Linked DNA regions of Zea mays: region 2 is linked to region 1. Evidence: chromatin contacts called from public Hi-C data. All regions are on one chromosome and are shown on one strand. Each heading gives the region's core, a stretch centred on a gene start, on an enhancer-like site or on the middle of the called end of the contact. The rest is flanking DNA. Distances are from core to core; before and after follow the strand shown. Region 1 has its middle 51 kb from the start of LOC118471958. Region 2 has its middle 65 kb from the start of LOC109939547.

Region 1 (4,847 bases), core at 1,888-4,387:
CCTTATAAGCCTGCGGCCGGTGTTCCATCCATGTAAGAGTTACCTGTATCTAAGTGTTAGCACAAAATTACATTCACATCTAAATGAGCTGCTAAATTAGAATTTTACCTCCATGTAGTGGTCGACAGTCAAGTAGACATCTGAATATTGTCGAAAGTTGTTGATAGAATGCCCTCGACGCTTCATGTACGCGTTCACAACCTGTAGACAAGCATTTGGAAATGCATCCTTGCACACCTTCTTCGCATTTTTCTCTAATACTCGGTCTGCATGCTCCTGAGCCTCAGGTTCCACACGATAGTGTCTCTGTCCAACATCGAAAATAAAGTTAGTATGAAACAAATCGGGAAATTTACAACTCTTTTCAAGCCCGCAGCATAATCATCTGGAAATTCAATTTTTTCATCCATCTCATTACCTCGATCTTGTCCTTAGAGGTAAGACCGAACAAGGCATGTGGCGGCTTGCCGTTGTCATTGAGCACTTCGATTGGTCGATCATAAAGCATTGCTAGATCTCTTCGAGCTTTCATATTGCCCTTTGTTTTTTCAAAATGCATGTAGGTGTATATGAGGGATTCAGCAACATTACTTTCTTGGTGCATGACATCAATGTTGTGCACACGAATCAATGACGGCATATAAGGGAGCTCCCACAGACCAAATATATGTGTCCAGTTGTGGTCCACTCCGAATCCTTGGTACTTGTCCCCCTTGACATGTCCATATTGTGGTTCAGATACAGACCACATTTATGAAGTCAAGCACCGACCACAAATATGCAACTCGAAGTTTGAATATCTGTTTTTTTAAAACATCGATGCTTCGACTCCTTTCCAAAGCTCCTTCAACTCTTCAATCAAGGGTTTTAATACGACATTGAGTTTCTTTTCAGGATGGTTCGGGCCAGGTATGATTAAGCAAAGAAATATAAATTTATATTTCATACAAAGAGAAGGTGGAAGGTTGTATGAAATGACAAAGATGGGTCAACATGAGTATGATGATGCCATTTGACCAAAAGGTGTGAAGCCATCGGTCGCGAGGCCGATTCGAACATTCCTCGGTTCAGCTGCAAAGTCTGGATCAAACGTGTCGAGAGCCTTCCAAGCATCCCCATCTGAAGGGTGCACGATTAGCTCATCGTTCTCGCGTACACCTTCTTTGTGTCATCGCATGTGCATAGCGGTCTTTTTAGATAGAAACAACCGTTTCACTCGAGGAGTTAGTGGCAAGTAGCGAAGCTGCTTATGTGCAACATCTGTCATCACCTTGTCACCCTCATCATTAACAACTTCCACAAATCTAGATTGTCTAAATTTCAGACATTTTTCTCTCCCGCATGCTCCTTCATGAAAAGCATATAATTATTGTTGCACACATCGATCTTTTTATAATCCATACCGAGACCTTTGATAATTGTCTTTGAATGGTACATGTCTTTAGTCAACTTATTGGGCTTTGACAGCACATCTCCTAATAACTTTAAAATCTTATTGTAACAGTTGTTCGAGAAAAAAATACTTGGACTTAATGGCCATGAGTCGGGTCACAAAAGCGAGTATACTCACTTCTGTGTGTTCATGCAATGACTCTTCAGAGTCTTTTAGTAGTTTAAAAAATATGGAAACCTCTGGTGTGGCAGGATCCTCGGAGCTTAGGTTTAACTCTAGACGTAGCGAATCTAGCATCTCATGCATCGCATCATCGCCAACCTAATCATTGTTCTCCTCATCTTCTACATTCAGGTTGGGTACTACCTCACCATGATGTTCCCACACCTCATATCTGAGCATAAATCCAAACTGACAAAGATTTAGGCTAACTCTTTCCTTATTAAGGAATATACTGTTTTCGTCTCGCCTACAAGGGCATCTGACAGTGCCGGTTAATGACAAGGAGAATACATCGTCCACAAAATATTTAGTCTTGGGTACCCAATCATCGGAATGATGTCCATTCCTAGTCCAGCCATTGTACATACATGCACGATCTTCAGCTATGCCTGAGACTGTTAAAACAGACCATATCATGAAAACATTATTCAAATTCGTCAAAGGTATCGGTCCTACATCTATAGGCAAGGATAGGTTCTAAACCCACAAGCTAGCAGGACCCAAAAAAAATTTCGACAATATAACATCGCTGCCACTAAACAATATATTGCTTATATATAAAACAAAGAATGATATGCTATTAATCAATTCAGACTAAGTACCACATACCACTAATATGACAACTGTACGACATACCAATATAATGTACTTATAAAACTAATAATATAATATTGTCACATATTAATATGAAAGTAATGCCACAAATACAATATGCCCCTAATTACTGAACCACATATACCACTAATACATTAATGTAATTGAACTAAACAATAATACTAATCACATATATGAATCAAACAAACAACAATTACAAATATATACTAATTTTGGCGGCAATTAAATAACGGCCGCCAAAAATATGAAATAAAATACTAAAAAATTAACCTGTTTATGGATAAGGGCTCAGGGCGCGGAGCGGTGGCGGGAGGAGAGCTCGACACGGATGGTGCGGCGAGCCTAGGCGACGGGCGCGGCCCGGGCGGAGCGGCAGAGCTGTGCGCGGTGTGAGAGCCGGCGTGGAGACGAAACAGAGAGGAAGAAAGGAGTCGGGCGGCCGTTTAAAAAGGTTAATTTTCAGCGACCAAGGTCGAAGCTGCCGAAAATATGACTTTATTTTCGGTGACCGTGTCAGATGTCGTCGAAAATAAGATTATTTTCGACGGCCGTGTTAGAAGCCGCCGAAAATAAGCTTAGTTTCGACAGTATAACCTCTTAATTTTGGCAACTTTGACCTTGCCGTTAAAATAAAAGTGGCCGCCGAAAATTAGTAGGTAACGTGTCAAAAAGATCAGATATATAGCGTCGCGTCTCATCAGACCTGGGCCTCTTTTCACGGGCCATTGCGAGGCGGCCTGGCAGATGAAAACTGCTGTGCTGGGTTTGAGACGAGCTCGTTCCGGATCGCGCGCGAAGACCATAGTCCTACGGCAAATTAAATGGGGGTAGATGAAGACCACACACAAAACGGATAGATAGATAGATAGATAGATGGGCTGGACTGCTGGAGGAATGGTCGCAGTCTGCTTCCACGCGCTGTTGGGGCCCATGACTATGAGCAATACGGATCGGAGGCTCCACGCTTCTTCTAGTTGTAGCACCGGTTTGGGCTTTTGATTTGACACTGGAAAGTGAAAACTTTGCATGTACGACAGCGGGCGGCCGGGCAGAAAGTGAGCGAGCAGCCGAGCACTCATTTCCCCAGAACATCTATCTACTTTTGTTTACAGTGTGCATGCCATTTTCTTGCCAACAGTATGTTTTCAGCTACCTATTCCTTTTCTTTCTTTTTTTGACAGCAAGGTAGCTCGATCGTCAACCGCAGCTAGCCTCTAGAACAAGTCACAAGTGCACACTAAGCACTCCAGGTTAATTAGCCATACGACTCGGCCTCGTTTACCTTTACCATGTGGGCTACGTACTCCTACTGCATACAGTAGCTAGCTAGCTAGCTACGTCGGTCTATGTATGTTTGACAAAATTTCACAATCCAACATATATACCTTTCGGTCTTTCTTTTTTTTTTGACTTGGAAGTTGTACAGTGACATGAACGCTGTAAATCGCTCTATATATATATATATATATATATATATATATATATATATATATATATATATATATATATATATATATATATATATATATATATTATTGTGTACGTACGTAGAGAAAATCTAGCTAGCGAGGGCACGTCAACTATGCTATATCCGGATGATCCCTCCCCGCCTTTCCGCGGCACCGTGCACCAAAGTCTTCCTTTCCTTGTCTACCGCACGAGCCCTTTTGCCGCGCGCCATGCACAAAAGTCAACGTAACAGTAGGTGATGCTTCACCGTCCTGCTGGCAGCAGCTCTCAGCCTCAGCAGGGAGGGATCGATCGATCGATCGGTCAAGCTAGTAGTATATATCATTCGAGAAGAAAAAAAAAGGGAGCATCAAATCAGTGGGCAAGATCTGCTTGCTATCTAGCTAGCTAGCTGCGGCAGCATCGTCCATTGAAATTATTGGCCGAGCTAGCTAGCTAGATATACGATAGATCCTCTTCCTGCTTTCACCGTATCGCCTCCCCCGGCCTCTTGCTTGCTTGCATTCGTTCTATTGCTCCATGCTGTCATCAGCTTGCTTGCATGCAGACAACCTAGATAGATACGGACGTACGTAGAGGTAGGCATGCATGCATGCTTGTTAATTTCAGATGAACGTACGATGCATATCAGCTGCAACTTGCGTGGCTGGAACTGGCCGGCCCGGTTGCACACTAGCACTGCAGCCAGCCAGGAAGCTTAACTACTAATCTACTATACTACTTACGTCTTAATAGTATATATGGTGTTATTCCTGGTTGCATGGTCGACGTACGTACGTACGGCGCGTGGCCCGTCGCCATCGCTTGCCGATTCAACTATTATATATATTAGATTAATTATTAATGTGAATTTGGTGGCATCTCCCAGTTACCTGTCAACTAGGTTAGCTAGATCCCGAGCAAAATCTTTCAGGACGGTAACAGCTCACGAAAAATAAAGCTAGCACGATAGGGGCTTGATGGTTACGCAAAAACATAATTTAATTTATGAGACGAATGTGTCGCGCTAGCTACAGGGACGACATCATTGCACGAATGAACACACACATGCATATAGTGGAGTGCCATGCATTAAAGTCTTGTTCTTCAAGAATTACTAATTAGAGTGTGATTTTGATTGCTCGGCCGCACCCTGCACGCTACAGGT
Region 2 (4,702 bases), core at 1,094-3,593, 720 kb after region 1:
AAAGTACTAACATCATTATACTTGCCAAAGAGGATATTGTTCTTAAGCCACAGAAGGACAAAGTTTTGGAGTTTTAAAGCTTCTTCAAAGCTGGCTTTGTTTCTCGTTTTACAAGATGGTTGTTGAAGTGATGAAAAATATGATATATATCTTTATCAGTTGACCCCCCACAATGCAATAATGAAGCTTGGAGTGTTTTTTGGGTGGTCTGAAGCCAGGTTCATGAACCTAGTGTGGAATGTTTCTGCTAGGTGCACGAGCTCATTATCAAACAAAAGCCATAGGAAAAGAAATGTCACACACCAACTTCGGGTATTACAACTTATAGTATCAGAAGGATACATTGTTTCCTATCCTCGCTTGCTGATACAGATGGCCAACACTTGGACGGAATGGTTTTTTGTGAATAATAACCTAGATAAGAGAGAGGACATCAAGGACATCATCTAGAGACTTGTTAAGCCATGCTTTGGTATTAAGAAACCATTGTGCAACATGGTTGGTAAATCACAAATGGCTATGGTCGCTTTCAACACCATATGAAGCCATATTTGCATAAGGAATTTGGTCCAAGAGCATCTTGCATACAGGATTTGGCCATTGAAGGCCAAATGGTCAATAGTATACCGTAGCGGGTGCTCCACAAAAAGGGTACTATAGCGACGGTAATGGAAACCTCACCACCTAATATATATTTTAGACTAGATTTAATTGGTCGTAGACTGTTGACATGTTTTGATCTTCTTGGGAAGTTGGACATGGTCCAATTGATAGAAGGATCAGACGCATTACCTTGGAATTTAAATTTGAACAAAAAATCTCAATGGAGTCTATGTATAGAGCATTTGTTGACAACATTGTGCCGGTAGACAATAATCACAAATTTTGGAAATTGAAGGTGCCACTAAAAATTAAATTTTTTGCGTGGTACCAACAAAGAGGGATTATCCAAACAAAGGACAACCTTGCCAAGAAGAATTGGATTGGAAGTCTAAAATGTGAATTTTGTTACCGCAATGAAACAATCAAACATTTGTTCTTTCAATGCAATTTTGTTCGTTCTATATGGTCACTCATCCCAACTTGTACCCTCTTTATTGTATGTCTGTATTAGCTTAAAACTTGTATGTCTATATCAACTTGATGCTACTTGTTGAGTTTAAATAAACGCTCTTTATTGAAAAAACCGAAGAGGTGCTTTGGCAGAGGAGTGGACTCAGTGACATAGGACATGTTTGATTTCTTGCCTAAAACGCCACAACTTGTCTATCTTTTCTATCTAAGGTTAGTTATTCAATTCAAGCGACTAAGCTTAAGCAAGTTGTGTCGCCTTAGATAGGGAACCAAACAGGCCCATAGATAGATACTAGCAAAGTGTACATACGTTGCTATGATTTCCATTATGTTCAAGTATAGAATATAAAACACAAAGATATGTGTAATCTATTGACTAGCTAGGTGTGAATGAGGGTTTAATATCAACAACTATGGTTTGAATTCTAATTTGTATATAATTTTACAATTGTTACTATTTAAATGTAAGGGAACTCATGATGGTGGCGGACGATCGACGGTCTGATTCAGAGCATAATTAAAGCCCAGAAAATCCAAGGATGACTAGTATGAAGCCGAAAAGCCCAACATGCATTTAACTGGGATGTGGGGATGGCAATGGGGAATTCTATGTCGGGTTTTAGCTCCCCATTCCCGTCCTTGTGACTAAAAAAGTTCCTCGCGGGATCTCCACAAAAACTTGCGGGGGACATTTCTTCCCCATCCCCGTTCCTCGCGAGGATAAATCCCGTCGGGGATTTCCGTCCCCGCTTAAATTATAATCAGGACATACTTTCTTTGTTATAAATGCAAAATATAGTCACTTATCCACATTGTTAGATGTAAGAAATCATTTTGCGTGCATCAAAGTGAACACATTTGTACAACCAGTGATCTCTTGACAAGGAATTATTTTTTATCATTAACTATTAAATGAAAACATCATCATATAGAATTTTAACGGGTCTCGTGGGGAATGGAGAATGCTTCCAAATCCATGTCCCTGTTTAACCGCCAGGGGAAAATTTTCCGGTTTACATCCTATAGATCCTATAGAGCTAGTTTAAACCCCATTTTCCTACATGATTTCTATTTTCCTAAGAAAAATTAGTTTATTTTCCTTTAAAAAAATATAAATTTCTTGAGAAAATAGAGTTGTCAAACTAGCCTAATAGGAGAATTTCTGGCGGAGAACCGAGGATCGGGGCCATTGCCATCTCTGGATGTGGCCGCTTGGCGCTTTGTGACTGTCTGAGTTCGCCCGGGCTTCGAGCACAGATGTCTTGATATGGTCATTTAACAGGCGCAAAGGCCCACTATATGTAACAGGCCCAGATACATTTAACAGGCCCAAAGGACCACTATATGTAATTTTAATTCGAGGTTTCCTGCAGAGAAATTTGGGCGGCGAAAAAAGATCGAAGAAAAGACAATTTTGGGTTCTCAACAAGCTAACAGGCTGCAAACGACGTGTTCATTCATGCCTTGCAAGTTTGATATGCAACCACATGTCTACATTCATTACTTACAAGGTAGCTGTTCCTAGCCTCATTTGCAAAAAGCCGACACTAATCTACATGTAAATGAAATGCAACATCTTAAAAGTACAGTACCAACATGGATATGGATCTTATGACAATCAAGCTCCACCTCTGATGTTCAAACATCCACTCAGGCGTGCAAACTTGAAACTCCTAACCAAGGTCTTCCTCTGAACACGGAGCAGAGTTGGCGATGAACAATCGTAGGCCACAAACAGGTGAAGACATTAAATAACTAGCACCACAATGCCTACACCTTGATGATCAAATAATGTCTATTATTCGTTGGCTGCTAATGACTAGCTAATCTATGATATCTGAATCGATATGCTCGAGATTTTGCAATATTCTCTTCAATGTCGATGAGTAATCTGACTTTTTTCCCCTGCAACAAAAGGGGAAACAGACAAGGGTGAGCTCATCAGAAAGAGGAAACAAATTTCTCATGGGTCCTACCAGAGTATAGATTGATATAATGGTAGTACCCTGGAACACAAAATATTGTACAAGCATAACTGGATAAGGCATCAATTTTGTCAGACGTCTCTGATAGCATTGATGCCTTTGTTGTTTATTTCCTGTTTCATTCAATAACATGTGATGAAAATTTTGAAATTGTATAACACATAAAAAAAATGGTACCTGGTACGGTCTATTTAAAACTAACGATGGGTCAATATCTCAAGTAACATAGTAAAGATACTGCAAAAGTACATTGGTCCAAGCTACCCATAATCAATGGAAACAACGGTCATTAAGGTCCTAGCCTTAGGCGGTCTCTAGCAGATCGTACATATTGTCATGCAAAAACACTGTTCTTTATAGCTTAACAGAGCGAAGTTTGAAAATAAAAGAGATAGAATAGAAGATATGATGGATAAACTGTTGTAGACAACCTATGTACCTCGATTCAGTGTAGTGTTTTTCCCCAAAACTGATTCTGAGAGAGTTTCATTTTTCAAACTGATCGAGAACAGAGTTCGTACTAGCTATCTTAGCCATAGTAAAAAAAAGATTTGTAGCACACCAAAGATAGGCAAAAACAAAAGGTAGTAACTCATTCTTAGATTTTTCACTTCGGAATTCACAGTACTACTGAGTTTTGGCAGACACTTGTCAAGACTGCCCTAATCAATACTGTCACCTTTTACAATATACAACAACCGGTTTAACTTTGGCAAAAAATAAATAAATAAACACTATCAGGTATAACATCAGCAATAGGGGCCTTGTAATATCCTGGCCCCTGGGATGGTGATTTTCGGGCCCAAGACTTAATAGAATTAATAGAGTATCCATACCAACAAGGTGCATTTTCTTTTTCGAAAACCTATCTCGAAAGAACCTCTAAGTTAAGCGTGCTTAACTTGCAGCAATTTGGGATGGTTGATCGACTGGAAAGTTTTCTCGAGTGCGCATGAGTGAGGACAAAGTGCGCACAAAAGACTCGTATTTGTCTGTGGGGATGATATATGATCTTAGAGAGCTGCCAGGAGTAAGTACCGCTCGTCTAGGGATTGGATGGGGTGTTACAAGTGGTATCAAAGCCAATCCTCGCGGTTTCATGGTCGTGTGTGGGCTAGGGGGTTCGGGTATATGGCGCATGGCGCATGTGGGCCCAGAGTGGTCACATGGCATGACATATGATGGTACTAGGCATACAGACATGGCCAAGAGGGGAGGTTCTTGGATTGAGGTTGACCGACGAGGACGTCGGTCTTCTAAGGGGGGTTGATTGTGATATCCTGTCCCTTGAGATGGTGATTTCCAAGCCCAAGGCTTAATAGAATTAATAGAGTATCCATACCAACAAGGTACATCTTCTTTTTCGGAAGCCTATCTCGAAAGAACCTCCAAGTTAAGCGTGCTTGGCTTGGAGCAATTTGGGATGGGTGATCGACCGGGAAGTTTTCTCGGGTGCGCATGAGTGAGTACAAAGTGCGCACAAAAGACTCGTATTAGTCTGTGGGGACGATATATAATCCTAGAGAGCTGACAGGAGTAAATATCGCTGGTCCAGGGGTTGGACGGGGTGTGTACAGGTCTATGGTAGAGAACAAAACTAGCAGTATATTTTTTTTGCAAAAAAGTACTCTAGCAATAGGGCA

Evidence for each region. A called contact is a pair of places that touch in the nucleus more often than the background predicts.
Region 2: a Hi-C map of tassel shows a contact between it and region 1, with 4 times the contacts expected there. The contact joins two enhancer-like sites. A contact is called at or near these places in 3 of 25 Hi-C or Micro-C datasets (leaf and tassel).

What each region holds. Positions count from the first base shown.
Region 1 is chr5:153,630,379-153,635,225 of Zm-B73-REFERENCE-NAM-5.0, forward strand. No RefSeq gene overlaps it. Among protein-coding and RNA genes, the nearest start is that of LOC118471958, 51 kb to the right of the region's middle. Within about 2 kb of position 3,138, at least 16 of the 20 cell types and tissues checked have an H3K27ac peak or open chromatin away from gene starts, as enhancers often do. A contact at or near this core is called in leaf and tassel, where this site is marked.
Region 2 is chr5:154,347,943-154,352,644 of Zm-B73-REFERENCE-NAM-5.0, forward strand. No RefSeq gene overlaps it. Among protein-coding and RNA genes, the nearest start is that of LOC109939547, 65 kb to the left of the region's middle. Within about 2 kb of position 2,344, at least 12 of the 20 cell types and tissues checked have an H3K27ac peak or open chromatin away from gene starts, as enhancers often do. A contact at or near this core is called in leaf and tassel, where this site is marked.